2 separate regions of the Zea mays genome follow, and region 2 is linked to region 1. The links are chromatin contacts, called in public Hi-C maps. All regions are on one chromosome and are shown on one strand. Each heading gives the region's core, a stretch centred on a gene start, on an enhancer-like site or on the middle of the called end of the contact. The rest is flanking DNA. Distances are from core to core; before and after follow the strand shown.

Region 1 (7,425 bases), core at 2,838-5,337:
TACCGGAGCCTGACCGGCGCGCTCCAGTACCTCACCTTCTCCAGGCCCGACATCGCGTACGCCGTCCAGCAGGTGTGCCTGCATATGCACACTCCGCGGGAGCCCCATCTCACCGCGCTCAAGCGGATTCTGCGCTACCTCCGCGGCTCCCTCGACTACGGCCTCCTACTCCGACCATCCCTGACGGCGGAGCTCGTGGTCTACACCGACGCTGACTGGGCTGGCTGCCCCGACACGCGTCGGTCCACCTCCGGTTACGCCGTGTTCCTGGGCGCCAACCTCGTCTCTTGGGCCGCCAAGCGACAGCACGTCGTCTCTCGCTCCAGCGCTGAGGCCGAGTACCGTGCCGTGGCCAACGGCGTGGCAGAGGCCTCCTGGCTGCGCCAGCTCCTCCACGAGCTCCACAGTCCCCTCCAGCGCGCCACCCTCGTTTACTGCGACAACGTCAGCGCGGTCTACCTCTCCACCAACCCCGTGCAGCATCAGCGCACCAAGCACGTGGAGATTGACCTGCACTTCGTCCGCGAGCGTGTCGCTGCCGGTGACGTTCGGGTTCTCAGCGTCCCCACCACGCTGCAGTTCGCCGACATTTTCACCAAGGGGTTACCATCGAGTGTATTTTTAGACTTTCGATCCAGTCTCAACATCTGTACAGGATAGAGTTGTGACTGCGGGGGGGTGTTAGATACCCGTCTCTTGTAATGGGCCTGGCCCAGTTATTTGGTCTATTAATACACTGCCCAACCCTATTCTAGGGTTAGGGTTTTTCCCATTCAACTGATGGCAGAAAAGAAAGGTACTGGTCTGACACACAAAACCCAATTCATATGCTAGAGCTAGACCTAAAGTAATGATCTACAAGCAGTGATTGAAGAAGATCCAGCATGGCTAAGCAATCGTCATCTGCTAGTTTGAGAAGCTGTCAGGAGAAAACAGTGTTACAAAAGCATTAATACAAAGAGATTTAGTTTCGAGGTATCATCAAAGATCTTAAAAGTCATAAGATTTAATACGAATGATTACACTACACCCTTTAGAATTCTTTTAACCACTAAGAATTATTTCTCCAAACACAGTTTACATAAATGCATATTCCATAAGTAGCTCATCAGGATCTAAATAATAAATAAAAAGGTGCTGAGATGCTGAAGTACATCCATACATGCACTTTCGTGTCATTTTGTGGGATAACAAAGTATTCTTAGTGGAAAATTCAGAACAACAGAATTACCAACTGTAAAGAGATTAATGAGGGCTCATTTTGAGCAATCAATGTCCACAGTTTCTCCTTCAGAATGGCACCATCTGCATATTCATCAAACCATATTTGAGGCAAAATATGCTAGCAAGCATACAAAAAAGGCACGTGGATACAAGAAATTGTGGAAAACCTGCTTTTGTATCAACAACACTACAACAGCAAGCCTCAATACTGCAAAGAGTGCATAGATTCCATCCAACTGCTGTGTTGTCTTGCTGATGCATGGGTGCGGACGGGGTTGCTGGCGGTCTGGAAGGAGTCCATGCTGTAGAACTGGGCAGGAAGTCAACCAGCAAACTTGTGCATTGGTGACCCATTATTCCACATGCGAATCATACAGGTAATTCAAGCTCAAATTTTAACTGAGGCCTACTTTATGTTGCATATTCTTTGGTTTTACTAAGCTAAAAAAGGTAGAAGCATATAAAAATGAATTCAATTACGGTAATAAGATGTGACACTTTTATCTATATTTATCTATAAAAAGATAGACCTGAAAGTCAACACAGGTTCTGTTGTTAATTGGGACAAAAAAAGCAAAACAAAAACATATGTATATACTAAAATGTGCAAGACCAAAGGAACAAACGTACAAGGGTTGATAGTCACCATGAAGCAAAAATGGATTTTATTGGTAACTTGGCACTGAATTAACCAACTTGCTGACTGAAGTCAGGTTTAGAGAAAAAGGAATGGGTTTGTACCTGCTTGAATTGTACATCTTCTTCCTCCTTGCTTCGGTCCGCAAAACTTAGATTAAGTATTGGTCATGAACTTGTAATGTTTCCCAACAGAACAAACATATCACTGGGTGCTGACCTGAGAGGAACGTGATGGGGGAGCTGCAGGGCGGCCATGGCCGGAGGTGGAAAGCAAGCCCGACGAGCCCGAGCTTGACCTAGGTGATGGCTGCCACGAGTACCATCCACATGGATAAACACAATAATGTGCACACTTGGAACTACTTAATTCCCATGTCAAAGTTAAGATAATATGCATGCTAGTAGTTAGAACATGATCAAAGGTAGAAGAAAGCTTAAATTCACTGTGCTCGTAATCTCATATGGGCATAGCAAGGCATTACCCAGGTCTTCTTTCCCTACATAGGACAGACATGATTTGATGCCTGAAAAGAATATCCTCGATTCTTGAGAGCCTATGAGCAGACAAATGGCGAGAAAATTATAGTATCAGCCATCCTCGATATTCACTACTCTGCATGGTCAATCTGCAACTGGCATGAGTACAACAGCCAACAAAAAAGTTCTTGTACAAATAACTGAAGCATATGCGCTGGACTACTCACTACTGGAGAAGCACCAAGGGTTAGCTGCATTTAAAGGCTGTAGCCGAATCAACCCAGTCTTCTTCGAAGAAGACGCCGTGCAACATTCAGAGCAACAATAGTGTATGTGCAGTAGCCAAACCATTACCAAAGTAAGCAAGGGATTATCATCGAATGACATAGGGGGATTAGTTGAACGCGGAAAGAATTTCGCCTTCGATGTCGAGTTCGTGACAACGTTGCTGCCTGAGACAACCAAACTGAACCCTCAGATCTGAACAGGGAGAACGAGCCAACGCCAATTGACTGGATCGGGCTGTGTGGGGTCCGTTCAGTGCCTACCTATGCTTCGCCTCACCATTCCCTCCGCCGGAGACATGGGGTCCATCTGTCATACGGCCGGTAGGCAGAATAGGGACCGACGGACATGGTCCGACGAGGCATCGTCGGCGGCGTTGAGAGCGAGAGTGTGGGAAGGTGCCGAGACAGAGTGTGGAGAGGAAGGAGAGCGCGGCCGTGAGATTCACCAAAAGTTAGGGTCTTAGCTCTTGGCCACGCCCATCCACGCCTGGCACTTGCGCGCCCGCCTGGTGGGCTTTCCTTTGCCTGGCGGACTGCGGAGGTAAGAGGTGGCGCCATCTGCCATGCCCTGCTGCGACGGAGCTGCTGCATCACGGTGGCTTGGCGAGACGACCTAACCCTAGCCGAGATGTGAGAGGATGAAGAGAGGGAGATGAGGCCTCGGTACTCGCCGCCGGCAACTGTTCGGCTACGGTAATTGGTGGAGGCAGATGGAGAACGATTTTTGGGATTCATGAGGGAGCGTTGGGAGATGGGATCGCCGATTGTGGGTAGTAGCGACGTCGCGCAGGTGGATGAGGGAGAGGTTGCGTCTGTGGTGGGGTGGGAGAACCGGAGAAGCAGCCAACGCACGCGTCCGTGGGAGCGGAGGGAGGAGACGCTGAGAAGAGGGAATGGGAATGGCAGAACAGGAAATGGTAGAACCAGGAATGACAGCCTACCCCTTGCTACCTTAATAAGTAGTAGAGATTGTAACCCTGATTCTACCAATGGTTATCATATTACTATCCTCTAGCAAAGGTGTCTAACAAGTAGATGGTTCTTGTATTTGCACAATGTTTCCTACCATGAAATTTATGGTTTCAGTGTTTTTTTTTCCTGAAACGTGCAGGAAGCTGTTTGTTGTTGTATTAATAGGTAGAAAAAACAACGGTTTGAGTACATGTCAATCCCACTGCTTGCCCTCCAAGCCATGCACTTGTATGGCTCAGTACATATCATCAAATATTCCCAGTATATATTAATCTTCTTACAAATAGCATTAAACTCTACATTGTATCTGCAGATGATGTGGGCTCTCGAATATGATCCTGGCATTTGCTCCACTTATGAAGAGGATAATACTGGGGCTGTGGTCCACAAAATTGAAGGAAAGGTAAAATCAATACGTCAGTTTGGTAAGTACGAGAGGGAGAATATGAAGAAGAGGGCAAACGATGGTGATGGACCTGTCCCTATTTCGGTCTTCCTGGTTGCTAGTGTCCTAAAAGAGAACAGTACAAAGCTTCTGCAAGAGGCTCGAGGGATTGATGACATTATTAGGGTAAGAAGCTAGCTCGAGGGATCACTTGTTCTTACACGTACATAAGTCTGGCTGTGGGATTTAGCCTCATGTAAATTGTTTTTTGCTTGGTTCAGATATTGAATAATGTTAATGGAAATCTGGACGCCAAAAGAGCTTGCGTTGTTGCACTAAAGCTTCATAGGAAGTATCACAAAAAGGTAAATTACCTGGTTTCCTCTTTATCTTTTTTTTTATATATATAAGTGAGGATTTGTGTCCCCCTGTTGCTAATCTTATGCAGTCTTGGTAGTTGCAGGAAAAGAAATCCTAACATCATATGGCGAGATTGCACGCAACACAACACTGGGACTTATATATTGCTTGTTTCTGTTCCTTTCATTTTCCCACTCACTGTATCGGAGGAAGAAGGTGGTTTACATATACAGTCGCGGGCGAGACCTCATAAATATAAGTGACTTATTGTATCTACAATATCAATGATCCACGTCCACAGCCTACTCAATTGTGAACATCAACCTAGTACATGATAATTTATTCACGATCACAATGGACTTGGCAAATATTATCCCATCAGTATTTGTCATGAACCTCAGTCTACTCTCGTATCATCTTAGGTTTTTGGATCCCTTCGTTTTGAAGGAACTGAAATTTACTTAATGGAGTAGGTTACTTGGTTTACATTCTACCACTTTTCAAAATTTAAATACAAGTATATCTCAAATTTATAGGATGATGAATGAAAATTGATTTTATATATCGATAGTCTATGTTTCTAATTTGTAACTTATAGCATGCTCTTCGGCTTGCTTCGCTACAGTAGAAATGTAACAAATAAATGTCTGCCACAATAGTATACAAATATATTATGTATAAAATTATATTAGTTTAATTGATCTATGTCTAAATTATGATTATTATAATTAAATTCAATTTCAAGGATCCAAACAGGACTTTTTTTTCTTTTGTGGTTTCATATACAAAGTATATTTAACGTTAGCGTCGGTCACCTTGTCTGAGACGAGGTGCTACTTAGGATGACGTAGACTATAGAGTCACCTGGTTGAGGCCCCCTTTGGAAGGCGGGGATGTTCTCTGTTTCCTGTGTTTTTCCTGCAAAAATAAACTAATTCCTGTAAAATTATGTTCATGTATGATTACTCTGAAATCTTGCATTCCAAAGGTGAAATTGCAGTTGTTGGGAAATTAGGATACCAAGGTCGAGCTCACTGCTGGTTAGGCCTATTCGCTGAGCAACAGGCTAAAATCTTTTTACTATTTAATTTTGAATAGTAAAAGAATTTTAATTCCTTCAATCCTCTTGCTCCAAAATAAGCCCTTAGAGCAACTTCAAAAGAACACAAAATCTGTTTGCTAAAACGTCTTATTAGGGCTGACGAAAAAATATGCTTGCTAAAAACAATTTAAATCTACATCAGACTGCTAATAACTACTACCTCCGTTCGGAAAAGAATGTCGTTTAACTTTTCTGAGATCAAGTTTCACTGACTCGTTTTATTAAAAAAATATAATTATCGTTTATTTTCACTCCGATTTAGTTTATCATACCATTTACTTTAACTATAAACTATTTTTTTCTATATTTTCACAAATATTTTGAATAATACGCACCGATCAAACTTGGTCTCAAAAATATCAAACAACATCGTTTCTGGGACAGGGAGCAATCCCTAATAATTTTGAAATAGATATCGTAGGTCATGGCTTGCCTATTTCGGCCAGCTCGTTTGCGTCATCGTTGTTCATAGCTCCTGTGCATCGTTGGTCATCCCTACATGCTACATTCCTACTGCAGATTGCTGGCATGCAAGTCGTGGGCGTGTGCTGCAATATATTTATGTATTGACGATCCAACATATGCACATGTGGCTTTACTTGTAGTAGGATGGTATCTTGCTCTGGCATAGGCTCAATAAGTAATTGCGCTCGGGCGATTGGGGAGGATTCGGCGACACCAATATATGCGGGAGAGAGACGGACGGATTCGGGATACGAATGTTTTGGGGAGAGGATGAAGATACTGTTGGATGGCTCAATAAGGTGTTTTTCACCAATAAATGTTTTAGTGTTATTTTAAGGTTTCTCTTGGAGTTGCTTTTAGGAGGGTTAAATTAAGTAATATATTTTCTCTCTTAAATTAAGATAAAATTAAAAAGAGTTGGACTAAGTTGAAGCAAATATTCCCTATTATCTAATATCAGACCAGTTGGTGTAGACTAGTAACCCTGGATCGGGACGTAGGTAGTCGCTCTATATGTCAAAGAATGTTCTTACTTTTCCTACTCGCCCTTTTGCCCAATTTGACCGCTACTTAGGTTTCCAGTCGTTTCGTATACTGCCAATATTTAGGAGGAAATTCTAATTTTAGTAGTCAAAATATACACAATAAATAAATTATCTTATATGTAACACTGATTTTGACTAAATGTTACTATCTCTACCATAAAGACCTATACAATCTAGTTTTTAAAACTATGCACCGACTTAACAACTAAGCTAGGAAGATAAAGCACAGAACCAAATTACATGGTAAATGTAGAAGCTTTAATATGATAGAGATACAAATTACCATTGATGACTTTAATATTTTTATTGAGGTATTGAGAAGCATGAGAACTTCCCTTGATCCTTGTTTAAGCACCACGGATGTGACGCCCACACAAGATCCAAGCTCCTAGATGGGTAACTACATGGATAGCCCTAGTCTTTCCCTATGTGCATGTGGGTCTCCAGTCTGGCCACATCGAGTTTCCGATTGAAATAACGTGAGCCTCATTCCCTTTAGTACACATTGACAACCACACCATAAACACAGTTGATATGATCTCACAAGATTACAAGACTCTCCAGTACAACTAATACAATGGTGCGTGCAAGCACCAAAAGGTAAGAGGTGTCTAATCCTTACTTTAAACACTAGTAAAAAAAACCTTGGTGAGGCACTATATGAACTAGTCTTACCAAGCTAAGCAATTTGTAAAACACATACACTAATTAACGAGTGGTTTTATGAGCACTTGGGTGTCTAGAGCTACTAGGAATGAGGCTGACCTTGCTTTCAATGTTTCTCAACTCCCACACCACTCAAATGGTCGGTTGGGGTGGTATATGTAGCCCCTAAGTTCAAAACTAGACATTGGAAGCGATGAAAACTTTCTGTGCGCTCACTAGATACTCTGGTGCTAATAGCGGACATGCATGTCCATGTTAGCTAGCCATTGAAACTAGTCGTTGCCAAACATTTGAGTAAGGACA
Region 2 (7,425 bases), core at 3,230-5,729, 67 kb after region 1:
GTACACTAGGGACAACCTGGGGTGGGGTGGTTTGTAAAGCAAGGGTGAGTACACATCAACGTACTCAACAAATGTCCCGTTTGGCTAAAGTGGACTAGTTGTATATGGAGTTGAGGTTAAGTAGTTGCTTTTAGTTGGTCAAGTATTTATTATTATTAGTAGAGTCAAGTTTTAGTAATAAACCCATTTATTACCCAGAAGTACCTCCTCAAAAGAGGAAATACCAGAGATCAGATTTTATAACATCATTATTAACCATCATCATAAAAGTATCCAAAGTTCTTCTAATCAAAGAGGATCCCAAGGCTGCTCTTAACCGTGAGCTCGGCTGATATACCAGTTTTTAACACTCTGCAGAGGTTGTACACTTTACCCACAAGTCGTGATCCTTTTCCAGCCTGGGTTATACAGACTCGATCTTCACTACCAAGGTGAATGGCCAGGGATACACTACGTAGCCTCAAAAACTCCCCTGGTGCATAGCTGCTCGTTAGGTTTCGCTAGTTGTACAAACGCAGTACACCACCCCAAGGTGGGTGAGTAACAAAACCAAATCGAAAGAACATCTACACCCCAACCTTAGCAGAGCGAGCACTACGCCCCGGCCCCCATTGATGGCCCTCCGGCAAAGCTAACTATACCCCCAGGTTCATCTAATTAATCAGCTAAGGGCGTCCCATTACACCCTCATGGTTGTACTGTTATCCCGGGTGGTCACTCCACGAACAGGTCCTTACGGAGAGGTACTCAGGAAAAAGGCATGAGCCCCCTAAGGTATCACAAGATCATCCACATAATCAAGGTAACAGTATCGTATCATAAATGTTCACATCATGTTCATTGATTAAGTTAAGGCAGTAACAACATGCTAACCATGATAACCCCAAAAGGTAAACAAGTATAAAGTAAATAGAAAGCTAGTTAATCCTTAGGTTTAAGTAATGTAATGCGGGACAGTGAATCATAAAGTATGTAGGATATAATAGGACATAGGACACTTGCCTTCACCAGGTTGTTGCTCAGGGAGGTCTCCAACAACATACTCAGGAACCTCGGACTGCTCGTTGTCTAAATAAAGCGAGCATGCATTCAATACATTTGGAAAGTACAAATGAACATCACACCAAACATGTACAAACATTGGAACACATCTTAAAAAGACACAACACTACATAAGGGATAATAAATTCAAAGTATAACATAAACTATAACATACATTGACTTTATTTGAAAATAGATTACTATTTCACCTAGGTGTTACTTACAAGTACATAAACATAGTTCAACTTATTTTATTATGACCTAAAATTTAGAACAGAGGTAAACTCATGTAATACACATTATTAATCTCACAAGCTTACACATGTTTAAATCTCTAAGGTTCTCCTTTTATTTATTTTATTAAATAAATAAAAATACATCTACATTAGTTCATATTCAATCCTAAAAATTAGAGTGTGCAGACAGTAAGTGAAACCATTTTATTTAAACAGAGAATAATTCTATGAACATTTTGCAATTTGAATCACTAAATTTGGAGTTCATATGCAAAAGTTATGAAATAAACAAGTTTGGGAATTCAAAATATGAAATTAGGGCTAATTCTGTGAATATTTAAAAGTCCAAGGCTAAATCTACAAGATTACAGGGGCTTGCGCGCGAAAACCAGGGACGACTGATTGATTTCCAGTAAACCGAGGGTCTCTTTAAGAAAACTATCGCGCGAAGGGGTATCAGGTGAATCTAACCGTCAGATCTAAAATCAACGGCTGAGATTAGATCTGCGGCCGAGGGCGCGCGTGCGAGAGCGGGCGAGTGCTGACAGGTGGGCTAGGGAGTGTAAGCGACAGAGGGGGAGAGCGCGCTAACCGAGCGGGCCCAGCGCCAGAGGGTTTGGGCGCTGACAGGCGGGCCAGGGCGTCAGGGCGCGCGTGCGCGAAGCGTTATCCGTGATCTGAGCCGTGCAATCTAAATCGGACGGAGGGGATCAGACCAGGGAGAACGGACGACTGCGGGCGGCACTGCTCCTCTCCGCGGCGGTGGGGTCACCGGAGTTGAGGCTGGCGCGGACTAGGGTGGCTCCGGGGTCGCCGAAGTTGGGCAGAGAGGGAGAGGGCGCCACGACGAACTCAATGGCGGGGAAGAGGCCATCAATCCACGGGCAGAGAGGGTAGAACGGCGGTGAGAAGGTCTCGGGCGGGACGGAGTAACTCCGGTGAGCCATTCCGGCCACGGGGAGGGGACTTAAGGCGCGCTAAGGCCTGGGCTAGCTTCAGCAGAGGCCGAGACACCTTAGGGACCTACTCCGGGGAACTAGACCAGGCTAAATCGGCCGGCCACCGCGCGAGCACGGCGGATCGCCGCGGCCGAGCACCGGCGAAGGTGAAATTGGCCGAACATAGGGCGCAATAAGGGAAATTGGGCACGGAGATGGGTGTCTCACCTTAGGGCAGAGCTCGAGGAGGCTTGGAGCAGTCTCCGGCGAGCTAGATGGCCGGGAACGCGGGCGCGGGTCTTCGGCGGCGGCTGGCGGCGTGGGCAGAGCGCGAGAGAGGGTGAAGCTGTGCGAAATGAGGCGAGGGGTGTGCGCGGGGCACTGGCGGGGCTCTAAGAAGGGAGCTAGGCGCGTGGGCGGGCGTCGTGGCCGAGAAATCCGGCGACGTGCACGAGTGCGCACGCGCCGGTCCACGGCGAGCGCGGAGGGGGCGGAACTGATAGGGCAGGCCCACTGCGCAGAGAGAGAAGAAAGGGGCGCGTGGGGCAACGACTCGGCGACTGGCGATCCAGGCCCGCGAGACAGAGAGAGAGGGAGCGCGCGGGTGAAGAAAACTGGCGCCGACAGGTTGGCCCCAGCGGGCAGAGAGCGGGAGAGAGAGCGTGCGCGGGAGAGGGGAACTGCCGCTGACAGGCGGGGTCCGCCTGTCAGGCGGCGCGGGCGCGCGGCCTGGCTGGGCCGAGCTGGGCTGGTTTGGGCCGCTTTCCCCTTTTCTTTTTCTCTGGATGTTCTAATTCCTTTTCTATTTCTTTTCTCTAGGGTTTTCAAATCCAAATTCAAACTAGGTTTCAAATTCAAATAAATTCAAACTTGTGCAACACTTCAAAGAATATTTTAAGCTCAGCATGATGCAACATGTCATGACCCATAAGGTTTTGGCAAAAATAAATAATTAACCTCCACTAGTTTAAGCTATTTCTAATCAAAAGGAAAAAGGGGGAAAGAATCTAGAGAGAGAGAAAGCCTAGAGTGAGAAAAAGAAGAGTAACACATGATTTTGGGTGATAATTAGAAAGAAATTTTATACCCACAAAATCAGGGTGTTACAGATAGATGGCTCTGCACTGGTACCTCAAGTCTTTTTTCATCGTATAAGGCATATGTTCACATGGCTAGAGATGAGTGGACCCACCCAATTTTTTCTTGGTTATAGAAAACAAAATGCCAGCCTAAACACAAGGTTTTCTTTTGATTACTGATTAAGGACACATTAAACACTCGTTCATTCCTTAGACGTTGATCAATGCACATGGACTCCTACACTTGTGATAATTGCATACTGCAGCACGAAGAGGCGATACTCCATCTATTCCTTAGATGCAATTTTGCTAGAAGATGTTGGGTTATAATATGTATCACCCCGTCAAGCACAGCTGATCTAGTACATGCTTTATTGAGGATCAGAGTGAGATCGAAAGTACCATGGAGAATGGAAATTATCATAATCATGTCCTGGTGTATTTGGAGGAGTAGGAATAACTGGATATTCAACGAGATCCCGACGTAGGTGGAAACGTGCAGGGAGATGTTCAAGAGTGAAATGAGACTCATTTGCCACAGGATTAAGTCAGAGGTAGACGATAGAATTAGAAGTTGGATACAACACTCTATAACATAGTGGTATGCTACTCCATCTTGTAAATTTTACATACTTATCCCAGAAACAATAAAAATATTGTAGGCACATCCTACAGTAACTTACTATGGAAAAAACACGCTCTAACGTATTGGATCCAAACTTAGCTAAGGGCATCCTTGTCAGAAATATACAGGTAACACGTCATATGCTTTTTAGAAAAGAAAAAAAAGGCACTGATTCTACGGACGATCGAATCCAATGGCGCATCTGTTTTATGTTAGCTAAAGTTGTTGGAAACGGCAGAAAATAGTAAAACAAAATGAAAAACAAGCCGTATGTAATCGGCAATAAAATGAGCGGCATGTCTGTGTCGGGCGCCCACCGTATCCCTCTGCACCAGCTCCGCGCGTGCCCCGCTCGATCCCAGGAAGTACGGAGCTGTACGGCACGCGACAGGGTACGGAGGCGCGCGTGGCCTCCCCGTTCCCGCCTCGTGGCCTGCAAGGTCAATGGCGCCCGGATTGATCGACGGCCGAGCTAGTCTTGCATCATGATGTGCGCTCCACAATGGACATGCAACTGCTCCTCCTATAAAAAGGCCTGCAGAAGCTCATCGCAAGTCCACATCCACACACATACTGACACAAACAGAAAGCTCCAATCCAATCCAAGAGAAATGTCTCCGAGAGCAGTCATCATCGTCCTCTGCCTCCTGTCCGCCTCACCCTCACGGTTTGCCGCCGCCGATGGCGCTGGCGCAGATGAATGCGGTGGTCCTGCGGTCGGGGGCAGATGCCACAGCGTCGCCCGCGCGCTGCGCCTGAAGCTAATCGCCATCCCGTCGATCCTGCTCGCCAGCGTGGTGGGCGTGTGCCTGCCGCTCTTCTCCCGCTCCGTCGTCCCCGCGCTCCGCCCCGACGGCAACCTGTTCGCCGTGGTGAAGGCCTTCGCGTCGGGGGTCATCCTCGGCACCGGCTACATGCACGTGCTGCCGGACTCGTTCAGCGACCTCAGCTCGCCCTGCCTGCCCCGGAAGCCCTGGGCGGAGTTCCCCTTCACGGCGTTCGTCGCCATGCTCGCCGCCGTGTCCACGCTCATGGTAGACTCGCTCATGCTCTCGTTCCACGGCCGGGGCAAGGCCAAGAGGAGCGCTGCTGCGGTCACGCACCATAATCATGGAGGCCAATACCATGACAGCCCTCCGGTGCACGGGCACGGGCACGGGCATCTAGACATGAGTGAGGGTGAGACGGACGTCGAGGCCGGCGTGGCGCAGCAGCTTTGCAGGAACCGTGTCATTGTTCAGGTAAACCGATGGATCCTTTCCTTTCCTTTCCTTGCCGATCGATCGATCTGACTCTGACCTCGCTCGGCACGGCATGCAGGTCCTGGAGATGGGCATCGTGGTGCACTCGGTGGTGATCGGCCTCAGCATGGGCGCGTCGCAGAACGTGTGCACCATCCGGCCGCTCGTGGCGGCGCTCTCCTTCCACCAGCTCTTCGAGGGCATGGGCCTCGGCGGGTGCATCCTGCAGGCGGAGTACGGCGCCAAGATGAGGTCGGGGCTGGTGTTCTTCTTCTCCACCACCACGCCGTTCGGCATCGCGCTGGGGCTGGCGCTCACCAAGGTGTATAGCGACACCAGCCCCACGGCGCTCATCGTCGTCGGGCTGCTGAACGCGGCGTCGGCCGGCCTGCTCCACTACATGGCGCTCGTCGACCTCCTCGCCGCGGACTTCATGGGGCCCAAGCTGCAGAGCAGCGTCAGGCTGCAGCTCGTCTCCTTCCTGGCCGTGCTAATGGGCGCCGGCGGCATGTCCGTCATGGCCAAGTGGGCGTAGCTTCATCGATCAGGTTCAGCTGCCGTTGGTATTGTATATTGATATTCTCTGTGTTTGCTCACGCTTGCATTGCATGTTCAGTCGCATTAAGTAGCAGTATTTTAGTTGTAAATATTACTTACTACTGGGAGGTGCATGGGCCTGATTTACTAGTCCAGTAACAAGACTTGAGAGTTTTGGTTAAAAAAAAAAAAGAGTCCAAAACAAGCGCCGAATCATCCGGTGCTTGTAATGCATGACTACCCTGCCTCAACAGGGGCAGCTGGGCTCGCAATCTTGTCAACAGGCCGGCCAGCCCAGGAATGCAGCACAACAGAGCGAGGCAGGACAGCATCGCAATCCATTCACTGAACCTGGAGCCGTAAAAAGGTGGATATCAATCAATCAACCCATATACAAAGAGAGAGCGGGTAGGGTAAATTTGACCCACGCGTCTTAAAAAAATATATTATTATCATTTATTTTAATTTTAGTTTAGTTTATCATATAATTTTCTTTAGCAACAAACTAAATTTTTCTATATTTTTATAAATATTTTAAATAAGACAAACCGAGTAAATTAAATACCAAAAAAGTCAAATGACATTCTTTGGGAGACGGAGTGAGTAGTATGTACGAGTATTGACATAAATAGGTCAGATAATATATTTTTTTTTCTCATTCACTAATAAAACAAAGGAGTGCGATCAGGCTGCTTTATTTGTATTATTATCGGTTCTGTGCTGTCTATTGGGCACACGACATGTATATTATACATAGCACACAAAAGAGCTGCCAACGTTTTCCAATCAAATGTCAGCGAAAAATGTCGTGCGATTATACTTCACATACAACCTCTATACAATCAAACTATCGAAAAAAGCATAATTGTTTTTTAAAAGGTGTACTATATTATTTACTCAATTAATATATCGAATAAAACTATCTTATTTACCTTATATTAAGAGATATAAAAAAATAAAATTCTATCTAAAATGGAAGATTTAAAAACAGTAGAATTTTCTTTTATATCTTTTAACCTAGGATAAATTAGAAAACAATTATTATTTTTTTGAATCATCCGTAATTTGGAATGGAGGGGAATAAGTCAAAGCTGATGACACGCTGAGCCGACCGCACTAAATCAACGCCACCGCCGCCTGTATCCGAACCCAGATGCGTTCACACATCCCTCCCACTGCCTGGTGGTCCCAGCGCCACATCATCCCTGTTCATCGTCGTGTCGGCATTCGCCATTGGCTAACTCCCTACACCATTCCCACGGTCAAGGCTGGGCTGGGCGACTTATCTCTGCCGACTGGGTCCCGGCCCCTGGGCCCGAACGTGACGTCACCGCCGTGACGTAGCGCGCCTGGTCACGGTCACGGCCCCGGCTCGCTTGATTACTTCACACAGTTGACAGTCTCCGTCTCCGTCCGCCACTACCCTGCGCTGCGCTGCGCTTGAAAGGCGCACGTTCTTCTCTCTCGGAAACTGCCAAGAACGGGGGAGGGATATATAAGATAAAAAAAGATTAAAAAAAAGGAACGCGCGAAATTTCTCGATAAGGGAAAGGGGAACACGCTTCTGCCATTGCTTGGCTCCCCCCACCCGAATCTTTTCTGCTTGTTGAATCTGAAATTTGTGCTGGGTTGAGCAGCGTCCGTCCTTGCGCTTAGCGAATTCGCGGTGTTTACGCTCCGATGCCTCACGTAAGGCTATCTCTCAGGCTTCCCAAAAGCTCGGGTAGG

Evidence for each region. A called contact is a pair of places that touch in the nucleus more often than the background predicts.
Region 2: a contact with region 1 is called in a Hi-C map of root tip, with 2.3 times the contacts expected there. The contact joins the promoter of LOC114669714 here to the enhancer-like site in region 1. A contact is called at or near these places in 7 of 25 Hi-C or Micro-C datasets (bundle sheath, ear, leaf and 2 more).

What each region holds. Positions count from the first base shown.
Region 1 is chr1:307,697,249-307,704,673 of Zm-B73-REFERENCE-NAM-5.0, forward strand. LOC100282248 (TBC domain containing protein) reads left to right here. Exons shown (of 11, transcript NM_001155160.1): 9 at 3,913-4,170; 10 at 4,266-4,349; 11 at 4,442-4,744. The coding sequence ends at 4,462. Among protein-coding and RNA genes, the nearest start is that of LOC100282248, 11 kb to the left of the region's middle. Within about 2 kb of position 4,088, at least 3 of the 20 cell types and tissues checked have an H3K27ac peak or open chromatin away from gene starts, as enhancers often do. A contact at or near this core is called in root tip, where this site is marked.
Region 2 is chr1:307,763,752-307,771,176 of Zm-B73-REFERENCE-NAM-5.0, forward strand. LOC114669714 reads left to right here and starts at 4,480. Exons shown (of 2, transcript NM_001369823.1): 1 at 4,480-5,160; 2 at 5,240-5,875. The coding sequence starts at 4,531. The coding sequence ends at 5,695. It overlaps LOC100384298, which reads left to right and starts at 7,220. Exons shown (of 2, transcript NM_001369822.1): 1 at 7,220-7,425.